Linked DNA regions of Rattus norvegicus: region 2 is linked to region 1. The links are chromatin contacts, called in public Hi-C maps. All regions are on one chromosome and are shown on one strand. The core of a region is the stretch at or near the end of the contact, and the rest is flanking DNA. Distances in the headings are between cores, read along the strand shown.

Region 1 (5,913 bases), core at 1,699-4,198:
TAAATCAAATGACAAGTGCCATTATAGGAGTTCTGTGTGAACACACAGGGAATCAAGAAACCTTAAGAGAAGGAAAAAGAAATTTAATAATACATTCTCAATCCTAGGAGTATCTGGGAGACAGGAGGAACCACCCCTCTAAGAGCCTTGGGAAGGGTCAGCACCAGTCCCCCACTCCATGTCCCCCATGCCTTGATATTGACCTCCAGAACAGGCAGCTTTGTTTTGAACAGCCCAGTTTCAGTTCATGGAACTTCAGTGATGCAGTATCAGGCTGCACAGAAACCTTTATTTGCTCCAAGTAAAACAGGGACCCAGCCTGGATGTGGTGTCCTGAACCTTGGCCTGGGCCCACAGTTCCAGACAGGAAAGCTTAGATGGACAGAGTCAGGACCATTTTGTCTTCACTTCTAGTTTCCGAGCACCCCAGTGTTCATCTGTGGCCGGTGACTGTAGGTATCCTAGAACCCCGTGCAGCCTGTAGCGCATACAGTCAGTCTGGCTGACTCTTCCCCTGTGGTTCAGTGAGTGTGGTGCTGGAAGGGAGCAGACATAAAGACAGGCCCCAGTTCAACAGAAACAGCAGAGGCTACCAGGGACCACAGGACAAAGTCAGAGTCACCAAGTCAGGACCGGGGTACTCAGGAGAACCCAAAAGGACCAGGCTAGCTGGCTGAGGGTCTCTCTTGAAGAGCTTCAGTAGAGTACTGTGTGTTCTTCTAGATCAGGAGTTCTTCTCAACCTGAGGGTTAGGACCCCTCTGAGAGTCAAACGACCATTTTACGGGATCTTAGAGTCACCCGAGATCATCAGAAAACACAGATATTTACATAATGATTTACAACAGTAGCAATATTACAGTTACAAAGTAGCAATGGACATAATTTTATGGTTGGGGTCCCCACAACATGAAAAACTGTTGTAAAGGGTCACAGCATTAAAAGGTTGAGAACCACTGCTCTAGATGGATGATAGAAATTTGGTCCCTGCCCTGGCTTTCAGTCGTCCACCTCTCCAGCACAGCTAGGCTTCCAGAGCCAGGAGAAAATTGTCTCCATGTCTGTCCCAGCCAATAGCCACTGATTCCACAAAAACGACTGAATGAGAGAAACAGAGCAAGCGCCCTCATCTAGGCTGCCTCTGGGTTCTGCAAACAGCACAGCACCAGGGTAGACCAAGAAGGTTCTGTAACAACCTGGAAAGCAGATGACTTTATCTGAGTCATGCCTGGTCTCAAGGGCCTGGGACCCTGTCCCTCCCTCCTTCGGGCCCTTAGGACTCTCCCAGGGAGCTGGTAGTGGGTTATTTATATATTGGAGGAAGAGCAGCCCCAGCTTGGACCATGCAGAACTTCCGGTCCTTCAGCCAAGGGGCCAGAGCAGGATGGGAGCACTCCAGAGGCGGCTGGGTCAGGCACGAAAGGTCTTTGGACCAACGCCGACCCTGGGAATACTGTGTCCCCTCATTTGCCTGCACGTCCGGGGGTCAGTTGTTGTTTTATTAATAGAGGGCCCCAAGGAGAAGGCTCACCCCACTGGATAGTCATTCACCTCCCCACAAAAGCAGGAAACCATCCAAGGCCTGCTAAACTAGAAGCACAAGGGCATCCCCCAGAGGGAGTCAGCCTTGGTCACTTGTGGGGGCATCTCCCAGAGAGAGCTTGGCCTCAGTCATTCTCTGCCGTGAGAAATAAGAAGCTAATTGCCAGAACTCGGGCTCCAGCAGACGGCAGCTACTTTAAAACTGACACCAGTCTCATTGAGACACAGAAAAATCAACCCAGAGTCTAAGCAGTAGCCTGTCTGCGAAGTGCTGGTACAGTCAGAGGTGTCCACAGACAAGGTCCTGTTAAGCCACCTGAGCCAGTCGTACATACCACAAACCTCTAGCCCAGCCCTTTGTCCCCTGTGGGGACTCGGCTGAGCCTTCAAAGCCACTGACTGGTTGGTTGTATCTTTCCCAGGCCATTCACAAAAACAGATGATCAGGTTTACAGAAATACAAACTATGTCCCTCAGAGAATCTGGTGACTGGCTTGGGCTCTTCACCCATGCTTCCATTTGTCTCCTGGGTGGTAGGAAAAAATTGTTATTTTCCTTGTTGCTATTTAACAAAACACCTGACAAAAGGAACTCAAAGAAGGGAGGGGGAGAGGGGTTCACATCACCAGAGTGGGGAAGATGTGGCTACAGGGGCCTGAGGAAACTAGTCATGTGGCATCCATGCTGAGGAAGCAGAGACAGATGAATGCTGGTACTCAGCCCACTTTCTTCTTATTCAGAATAAAACCCCAGCCCATGAAATGGTACTGGCCAGTTTCGGGGGTAGGGGTTTTCCTACCTGGAGAAGCACAATCTAGAAAATTCCTTGAGGACATGTCTAGAGGTTTGTCTCATAAGTGACACTGGATCCTGTCAACCTGACAGTCAACATTAATCATCACACATGGGAATTGCATATATGCACAGTACATATGCAATGGGCAGAAGCTGGTCCACCACAGCACTTACTGGAGACCCAAAACATAACTACACACCAAGTCACAAGCCCAGGGTATTCCCTAGCATCCCAGAGTCCTTTGGGGCTGTAGACCCCAGTTCAGTTTGTGCTTGTCAGCCAAGGTGCTAGAACAAAATCAGAACACCCCAAGAGTGGCCGGTGTCATCACCCCAGCACCCTGTGAGCATTCCAAGTTTTAGTTTCTCCATCTGGAAATAGGGCAGTCATAGCTGGGCCTCCCGAGCCTGCCCCAGAACCAAGTCCACATTATATACTTCTCTGATCAGTCCCTTTGGGAAGAAAGAAACAAACCCCAGTCTGAGTGGGCAACGTGTCCAAGCCAAAGAGAAGTGGAAGTTAACAAAAGCAGCCCTGCCCAAGGTCTGAGGCTCCAAGGTGGGGAGCGAAAACTTTTTTGGCTTTTCCAGAGCCCCTGCACCCTGAGTGGTGCAAGCCCGCCTCCGCGTGGAGAATGGTGGAACTTCCTCCAGATCAAGAGCAGAAACTGCATCTGAGATCTGGGAAATCCAGACTCCCAAAAGTGCAAGCTGGAAGAGGCTGAAAGAGCTTCCTCACCTGAATGGCCTTGCCTCCAATGCACCATTAAACATGTGGCATAACTGCAGAGGAATCAAACTGGATAGGCTGGATTTGCTGGCTTATGATAATGCTAAGCAGATTTTGGTAGAGCAGGGAGAGAAGCTCAGTTCAGCTGGTTGGCAAAGACATGGCCCACGGGGTGAGTGGCACAAAGTTGAAGCCTCGAACTGTGTGGGGTCACAGAGGAAAGTGTGACCCCTCAAAGAGACTGGAATGTTACACTAAATTTGTTCCAGGATGTCTCTCATCTGTGCGGCATGGTCCAGAAGACACTGCTCTTAGCATGACTGTGGGAAGTCATTTTTCCAGGGGTTCCCCAACATCAGTGAGGAGCACTGTGGTCTCCCCACATATGTCAAGATGGGCATAAGGTCAATAACAATATAACATGGGACCTATCAGCAGAGGAATCTCCGTGTTCCAGGCCAGCCTGGTCCAGGATGACCAGGGCTATACAAAGAAGCCCCATCTCAGAAAACAAAAGCAAAGAAACAAACAAACAAACACCACATACAGGGGTTTGGTGACCATAAGGACGCCAGACTCAAAGAGTCGTAAAATGAGCTGACTCTGGGAGAATTTAGGGTGCTGACTAGCTGACAGTGTCCTCAGAGACAGATGGGCAGTCTACATTGTTAATTGATTTTATGAATGAAAGCTTTGAACTTAATGAACAGAGTCTAACTTTAACTGTTAAAGTAGTTTCCCTTTCCAACTAGTTGAACCAATCTCTAAACCCATAGGTCTGGCCTTATCTAATGTCTTAAATACTTTTTTTTATAAAGATTTATTTTATTTATATGAGTAAGTACACTGTTGCTGTCTTCAGACACACCAGATCCCACTACAGATGGTTGTGAGCCACCATGTGGTTGCTGGGAATTGAACTCAGGACCTTTGGAAGAGCAGTCAGTGCTCTCAACCGCTGAGCCATCTCCCCAGCCCCTATTATTTTTTTTGTTTGTTTGTTTGTTTCTTTGTGTAGCCCTGGTTGCCCTGAAACTCACGCTGTAGTCCAGGCTGGCCTTGAACTCAGAGATCTGCCTGCCTCTGCCTCCCAAGTGATGGGATTAAAGGTGTGCACCACCACTCACACCTTTTTTTTTTTTTAATCTCCTTTTAAAATGTTTTTCACAAGCTGGAGAGACCGAGCACTGCTCTTCCAGGGGAGCTGTGTTCAATTCCTAGCAACCACATAGTAACTCATAACCATTTGTATGGAATCTGATTCCCTCTTCTAGTGTGCATGAAAGCAAAACATTCACATACATAAAATAAATTTTAAAATATTTAAAGACCAAAAAAACAATTTTTTACAGCAGGCAGTCGCGACACATACCTTTGATCCCAGCACTTGGGAGACAGAGGCAGGTAGAGCCTTGAGATCTCTGTAGACCAGCCTGGTCTGCAGAGCAAGTTCCAGGACAGCCAGAACTACCCAGAGAAACTCTGTCTCTAAGTAATAAATAAATATTACATTTATTTGTAGGGGTGGGGCATACACTGTGACGTGCATTCATGTGGAAGTCAGATGACAACCTGTGAGAGTCAGTTCTCTCGTCACAAGATGCTGGGCCTGGGGATCCAGCTCAGGCCATTGAGTTCAGAGGTGACAATCTTTACCCACTGAGCCATCTTGTTGGATGTGACGGTTTGAATGAAATGACCCCTGTAGGCTCAAAGGTGAATGCAAAAGAAATAAAAAAGGAGAGGACATGACTGCTTCTAGGTACGGAGGAAGAGAAGGTTTGCCTTAGGCAAAAGGGAAGCAGGAACATCTGAGAGTCCAGAGTGGACTTTGACTGTACTGTCAATCCTGAGGTTGTGCTATTTACTGGGGGGAGGGGGGAGGACTATTTCTAGTTGTGGTGTGACTCAGCCCTAGCATACATCTCTAATTCCTCTAGCTAGAACACAGACATGCCCTTAGTACTCACCTTTAATCCTAAACTATGAAGGTAAAGTTAGTTTGTAGAAGGAAGCAGCCATGTTTGAAAGTGATGTCTAATTGAGTGGCAGACAAAGTGACGAACCAAAGAAAGATTTGACCGAATAGGATACTGGCAGCTCTCATGAGAAGAGAGAAAAAAAGGAAGCTACTTAAGGGGCAGTGAGAGAGGAGGGGGCAGTTTTACTGGGAGAGTTTTACAGACTCTTTACAAGTGAAGAGAGAACAAGCCCGAGAATGAAGGGCCAGAGATTAGAACAGATTGCCAGAGTTAGTTTGAGGCCAAGCAGAGCAAAAAGTTGGAGGCTAAGAGTAAGAAGCCAGATTGAATCAGTCAGCTTGAAGAGGAGTTTGAGGCAGAACAGCTGAGTTGAACCAGCCAGCCAGAGTTCAGAGGAAAGAAGAAAGGGTTAGGCTATTCTGCAGCAAGTCTCAGAGGCTAAAAACATTCTAGACTTCCATTAGATTGTAAAGAAGCTAGAAGCTTCCAAGACCAGGCCAAGGTTAGCAGACTGAAGCAGTAAGCCTCAGAGACAATAAAGTACAGAAAACCAAAGATACTTTTACAGAATGTGACTAGTCTGAGCTGGACCAAGGGGGCAGAGGAGGGGGGAGAAGGGAGAGCAGGGGAACCAGGCACAACCTCCACGAGTGCAAAAGTACAAAAAGGGCAGGTAACCAAAATGGCTGGGTTATATAGGAAAAAACAGTCCAGTCCTTTGGGCTGGAGAGTTTGGAGTAGGGGGAGTGGGGCATACCAGAAAGGAGGACCCTGCAACAGGTAGGGAGGGATACTGGAAAAACCTGATAGCCAGGTTAACTCTGATAGGTTAGAAAAGCATCTCGGCCATTTGTTCCAGGGTTTG
Region 2 (5,913 bases), core at 1,164-3,663, 340 kb before region 1:
CAACCCTGTGGCCAGAGTAATACGCCCTGACAGACACAGGGGACTTCTACAGACTGGACTTTGTGGGGAAAGTGAAGGAGGTATGTAGGGAAGAGAGAAGAGGGAGGAGAGGGGAGGGAGGAAGGGGGAGGGAAGGCCCAAGGATGTCCCTGTAGCCAACTCATTGAGTCACAGGAAATTTAACCATTCAGTATCTGTCAAGTCTCCCAAAACTTGGCTGGCTTTCTCTGCAAATTATTGCAAAAAAAGCAGTCATGTGACTCAAGCCCACCAATAGCACATGGAGGAGATGACCTCAATTTCCAAATATTGGGGTCACATTTCATTTCTCATCCTCCCCCCCCTTTAAGGCTTTTAGCCGCTCCCAGAGCAATCGGACTTCTCACTCCTTCACACACTTGGCCAAGACAGAGACAGAAGAGCTGTGCTCACAGAAACCTCAGAAAACATCTGGCAGATCCTGAGAGGGAGAGCAGAATAGGGCAGAGCAGGGTCTGTTTGCACTTTCTCCTGACCTGCCAACATCAAAAGTGGACTGCTGCCCCTCTGGCCACGCACTGAGGGTGACTTCAAAGTGGGTCGCACCACAGGAGCAGAGGGGAAAGCCTCCCAGAGCCCTCAATGTCTGTACGTGCTTCTAAAAGTTGATTTTGTCCAAAGCAAAACATCTAACAGCACAGCCAGGACCCAGACAGCCCCTTCCAAGTGGCCGCACCCTCAACAGCAAGGGGGGGGGCACAAGGCACAGTGAGAGAGTGAAACAGAGAGGTGGGTGGCCACAGGACAAGGCAGGACTGGAGCCAGGAACACCCTAACTATGATAGTGGTAACCCCAGCTTCCCACGTGAGGGCTCCACTGAAGGCTTCCTTCCTGAGGTTCTGGGGGTGCCCATGGGGAGGAGCTGGGCAGGACTAAGTACCAGGGGAGCACTGCGGGGTGGAGGGCAGAGAGGCTTGCCCCATCTTGTCTCTCCGCCACACTTTCCTGAGGGACTTCATCACTCCAGGTCAGTTAGTCCAAGTTCCAGTAGAGTGGGGATCATCAGCCTAAGCTCCCCCTCTGTCCCCAAAGGCCCTGGGGCCCTTCTCATCCCCACTCTTGCTCATCCTGTACCCACTGGACACTCCTGGTGCCAGGAAGCAAAAGAAGAATATTGTAATTGGCCATGGGATGTGGAAATTGATTCTCCCGCTAGTCTCGGAAGCACCAGCTAAGCTAAGAAGAGCCCTGTCACTGGGCAAGGGCTGACCACTGTTCGCTGCAGCCAACCGGCTGTTCCGCTGCCTGAACTCCTTTCTAACCACCTTCACCTTCCCATATCAGCACATGCCTGGCGCTGTGCCACCCTGAGTTATGGTGTTTAAGGGGTCTGGGAAGATTATCCCCCAACTAACAATGATGCTGAAAGTAACATGCCTGCCCAGACCTGAGCCTGGAAGCGCTGAAATACGGACAGGGACAATCAGTACCTCCCAAGTCTTCCTTTGGAGCAGGGCTCCTTCAGAGGGCCCACGCTGGCAGGAGGAGTCTCACATGTGCAGATCATCTAAGAAGCTCCCAGCCCAGACTCCAAGGCCCTCTCCTGGCCAGGCTTCCTGTTCATCCCATCTTTGGGCAGTAAGCCCAAGAAAACTACCTCTGAGGTGTTAGGAGGTTTGAGGTCAGGCTAGGAGTAGGGCTGGCCTATCGCACAGGGCTCCCCAGTGCCCTCTGAAGACTTAGCGGGGACTACAGGGAACTCTGTCCCCTGGGAAAGCAGAAAGTTAGCTCAGACAAGCAAGAGGGTGTGTGCTGAGGGAAGTCCAAAGCTGGGATTCAAACTTCTGGGATCCCCCTCCACCCCTAGGAGTCCCCAAGGAACTGAACGGCCTTGACTCTAGGGGGCGGCCCTTCCCAGCTTTCAAAAGGAAAGTTTCTGCTGGAGGGTTGCGTGGGATGCAGCGGGTCGCCTGTGATGTGGGACAGGGAATGAGAGATTTGGGGACAAAAGTGTGACCACCTCTGCTCGGATCTAACACGAGGCAGATTTTTCCTTGACTCGACCAACAGCCCCACCCAGCTGGCCCGTTTGAGGAGGGGGCGGTACACCGCCGGGATAGAGTTGGCCCGGCTCCCTCTCCTGGGCCCCCAACGAATGGTATTCGTTGTCTTGCCCGGTGCATTCCACAGGCCAAGGGGGAAAGTTCTGCAGGCTCGGAGGAGGCCGGCAGCGAAGGCGCCCGAGATGACAGCGGCGCTACGGCTTCGCGCACCTCCTGCAGTCCCCGAGGTCCGGTCCCCGGCGCCCGGAGCGCTCTTACCTGCGCGGCTCGGAGGCGGCGCCCACAGCAGCAGCAGGAGCAGGAGCAGCGGCGAGGACAGCAGCGGGGCGCCCGGGCGCGGAGCTTTCCAGCGGGTGTGTACGTCCATGCCGGCAGGGTGCGCGGGCCGGGGAGTGGGGGACGCACACGATGCAAGAGGACCAGAGATACGGCCCGGGAGGCGGATGCTAGGGGAGCGCAACAACTTCAGGGAGTCATAGGAAGCTCTGCACCCGCCCGATCTCCCCCGCGGCGGTGGGTGTTCTGGAAGAGGCGGCAGGCGCGCTCGCCCACGGCGCGGGGATCGACTATGGCCCGGGACGGCCAGGACCCCCTCGCTGGCTGCTCGCGCGCTCCCTGTCCTCCTCCTTCTAGTCTCGTGGCCTCCTCACCGCTGCCGCCCCGCGACCCGCTCCCCGTGGGCGCTCCGCTGGAATGAGGTCCTGCGCCAGCCGCGGGGACGAGGAGTGCGGACCTCGCCTTCGGCGCCCAACACTTTTTCCCCCTTTCCCTCCCTCCCTCGATGCTGGCAGACACCGCGGAGGCTGTCGATCCCCCACCCCCACCCCCCGCCCCACACGCCCGCAGCAAATCAGAGCCCTGCGCCCGGCTCAGCAAGGCCAGCCCCCGCCTCCCACTGGGCGCCGCGGGCGAGGGGGTGGGGATAGCGGGCGAGTCGCGGCTAGGAAGGGGCTGGCCCGGGGCGGGAGCGGACGTGGGACGGGGGCGGCGCCCCCGTCCTTTCTCCCAGCTCTGGGCGGCGGCCTCTGGACCCCGATGGCCCACACGGGTCTTAGATTCTTCCCGCCTCAGGTACACCGACCTGGCCAGACTCCAAAATCAGCGTTGATGGACCCCCTAAGTTAGATCGCTCGAATTCAAAAGAGAGATTGCACTACCACGCGGAACTTTCTCTTTAAGGAGGAGTTCCGAGAGCTCCTCTTCTGGGCGGAGACTCAACTTGCAATTCAGCTAGAAGGGGCTCCCTAGACTATGATTGACAGGCCGACCCAGCGCTGGGGACCCGCCTTCCACCCCTCCACCTACCAGACTGTCAAGGATGCCCAGAGGGGCCTTACGTGAACATGGGATAACCAAGTTATTGATCAGGTCAAAGTCAGTCTCAAATCCCAGCCCACCGTCTTTCTGCTGTCCCTGGTGGCCCAACCTCTTCTAAGGAAAAGAAGGAGCCCCCTTCCAGACCTGACAGCTAGAGAAAGGAGAGGGGATCCCAGCTCCCCGTCTACAGCAGACCAGAGTTCTCCCAGACTTCTCCAAGCCCAGGAGGCCCTGCAAACGCCTGACTCACCGCCCTGCCCTTCTCCAAAGCCTTCAGGGTTTGTTTAGAAAGAATCAGAGTGAATTAAGAAGGCTTTCAGATTCAAAGTCATTACTGCCTTTGAACGCTTTGCAGCCTGTAAGGATTTTGGAGTGATGGAGGTCTGCCTGGGACTCCTCTCTCTGGTCACATCCTCAGCCCCCCTTATTTCTCATCCTTCTCTAAGCAGGAGGAGAGTGGCAGTCGGGGGTTGGGGGGACAGAGGCAGTCAGGGAGTAGAGGCAGTCAGAGGATACAGGCAGTCAGAGAACAGAGGCAGTCAGGGAATAGAGGCAGTCAGAGGAGTTGCTGGGATGGCCATGCTCTGGTTCTTGAATCTGGATAAAGGTGACTAGTACTGACTTAATTCTATCTTTGCCTAAGCGTGGGATGTGCCGTATAGGGAACATCACACCGCACACAGAAGAGAGGACAAGAGCTGGGGATACAGCTCAGAGGCTGGCCAAGAAGGTCCTAAATCCATCCATGGTACATAGGGGCGGAGGGAAACAAGCTTGAACATACAAGCAGACAGACAGACTCAGGCACAGTACAGTAAAGTTAGAAGTCAACCTGTATATTTGGTTATGGAATAATGATGTATGTGTGTAAGTTGTATGAATGATAATGAGATGTGTACATGTGTGCGTGTGTGCATGTGTGTGTGCATATGTGTGTGTAGCATGTGCTTGTGTACGTGTTGTATGTCCTACATCAAGAGTAAGAGAGTGCGATCCCATTCTGTTGGTGAGTTTCATGGGGGACGAAAACCTCAGCCACCGTGGGACTTTCACCAAGTTTGGCTGACACCTCCCCCATCCCCAACCTGCATCAGGTCCACACATCATGAGAGATCATTCTTCCCATCTGCAGATGGGGACCCTGCAAGTCAGAGAGGATAAGGGGCTTCCCCAGAGCCATCAACTCAACAACTCATGGTGGCAGTTGTGCCTGCAGCTGCTCACCTTTTCATGCTGGTCAGATTCAGAATGTCTGCCTCCCAGCCGGTACATCCTAGCCATCCTGCTCAGACTGAGCCAGCCCCATACCCAGAATCCTCCTGTGCCCATTGGCATCTCATGGCAATGGCGAGTCCTTAGAAATCTACTTATTGGTCATAGTCTGTTTGCCAGCATGACTAGGTTCTAGGGAGTCTTGAGGAAGCAAGCTGCCTGTGGGCCCCATCTACACCAGCCTGCACTGTTGCACCAGGACTCCGTGATCATGGGGGAGGTCTTGCTTGTGCATCCATGTTGTTTTTCCATCTTGCCTGTCTCTGTGCATCTGCTGGTGGCATGCCAGAGGGAAGGGTTGACCTCCATCCAGTATCCCCTGCATGGCCCCACCAACTATACATGACATTACCCTCTGTGGTAGAACACAGCCTTCCAAGCACAGCAATCGTCGTTATCATCAGGTCAGCTGTGCCTGCTTGAGGAGTCCATCCAGATTAGGGTTGTGGACCGTTACTGTTCCCTCATAGAAGTGGACAATGGGGGAGGACCTTTACCTGAGACTCCCGGAAAAGAAGAAGCAAAGAGGAAGTGCTCAGGGGTGGGAGATGCTTCTCAGACCATACGAGTATCTCGGGCAGCTGTCTCCAGGCGCATTACAGACTGGCCCTCCGACAGGTCCCGGGCCTCAGCGGCTGTGTAGTAGGTGCAGAAGGTCATGGATGAGCTGTGTCTCTGCCCTATGGCTAGAGGAATTCACACCAGCAGGGATGCCTTTGCGTTGTGCCCAGGGAAGAGCTCCATCCATGAATCCTTCAGCTGGCATTCAGAGGCCAGACCAGTGTCCCAACTTGTACATGCCACTAACTGCAAAACTTGGCGGATGCTTTCCCTCTCTGAGATGCTTGTCACCTAGGGAGTGAGATAATGAAGCTGACTCTGGGATTCCCAAAGAGTCGGATGAGAAGGAAGGTGGCCTGTTTGGGACAGAGGAGCAAGGCAGCTCTGGATTTTCCCTCTGTATGCCCAGCCACTCCCTGCACCAAGCTGTTTCCATGTCCTGTTCACTGAGACTGGCTTCTTTAACCTAAGTTGGCCAGCCTTTCCCCGCTGGTGCCAAACGAGCCTCTAAAAATGATGGGATTTCCAGGCAGAACAGCCCAGGAGACACTAGACTGACTTTTGGCACGAAAAGCAGGTTTGCAGGGAATCAGACGACAGCGTCCTGAGATTCGTTTTCCAGACGGTGGCAGCTGGTGCACGATCGGCTCCTGTAGACAGCTTCACAGAGCGGGCCTGAGACTGCAGGCCAAGGAGAGTGTCCATGGGAGAAATTCCTGT

Evidence for each region. A called contact is a pair of places that touch in the nucleus more often than the background predicts.
Region 2: a contact with region 1 is called in a Hi-C map of Schwann cells, with 7 times the contacts expected there. The contact joins the promoter of Col5a1 here to the enhancer-like site in region 1. A contact is called at or near these places in 5 of 12 Hi-C or Micro-C datasets (Schwann cells, frontal cortex, kidney and 2 more).

Annotation. Positions count from the first base shown.
Region 1 is chr3:31,263,741-31,269,653 of GRCr8, reverse strand. No RefSeq gene overlaps it. Among named protein-coding and RNA genes, the nearest start is that of Trnaa-agc47, 22 kb to the right of the region's middle. Within about 2 kb of position 2,948, at least 7 of the 93 cell types and tissues checked have an H3K27ac peak or open chromatin away from gene starts, as enhancers often do.
Region 2 is chr3:31,603,380-31,609,292 of GRCr8, reverse strand. Col5a1 (collagen type V alpha 1 chain) reads right to left here and starts at 2,413. Exons shown (of 66, transcript NM_134452.2): 1 at 2,302-2,413. The coding sequence starts at 2,410.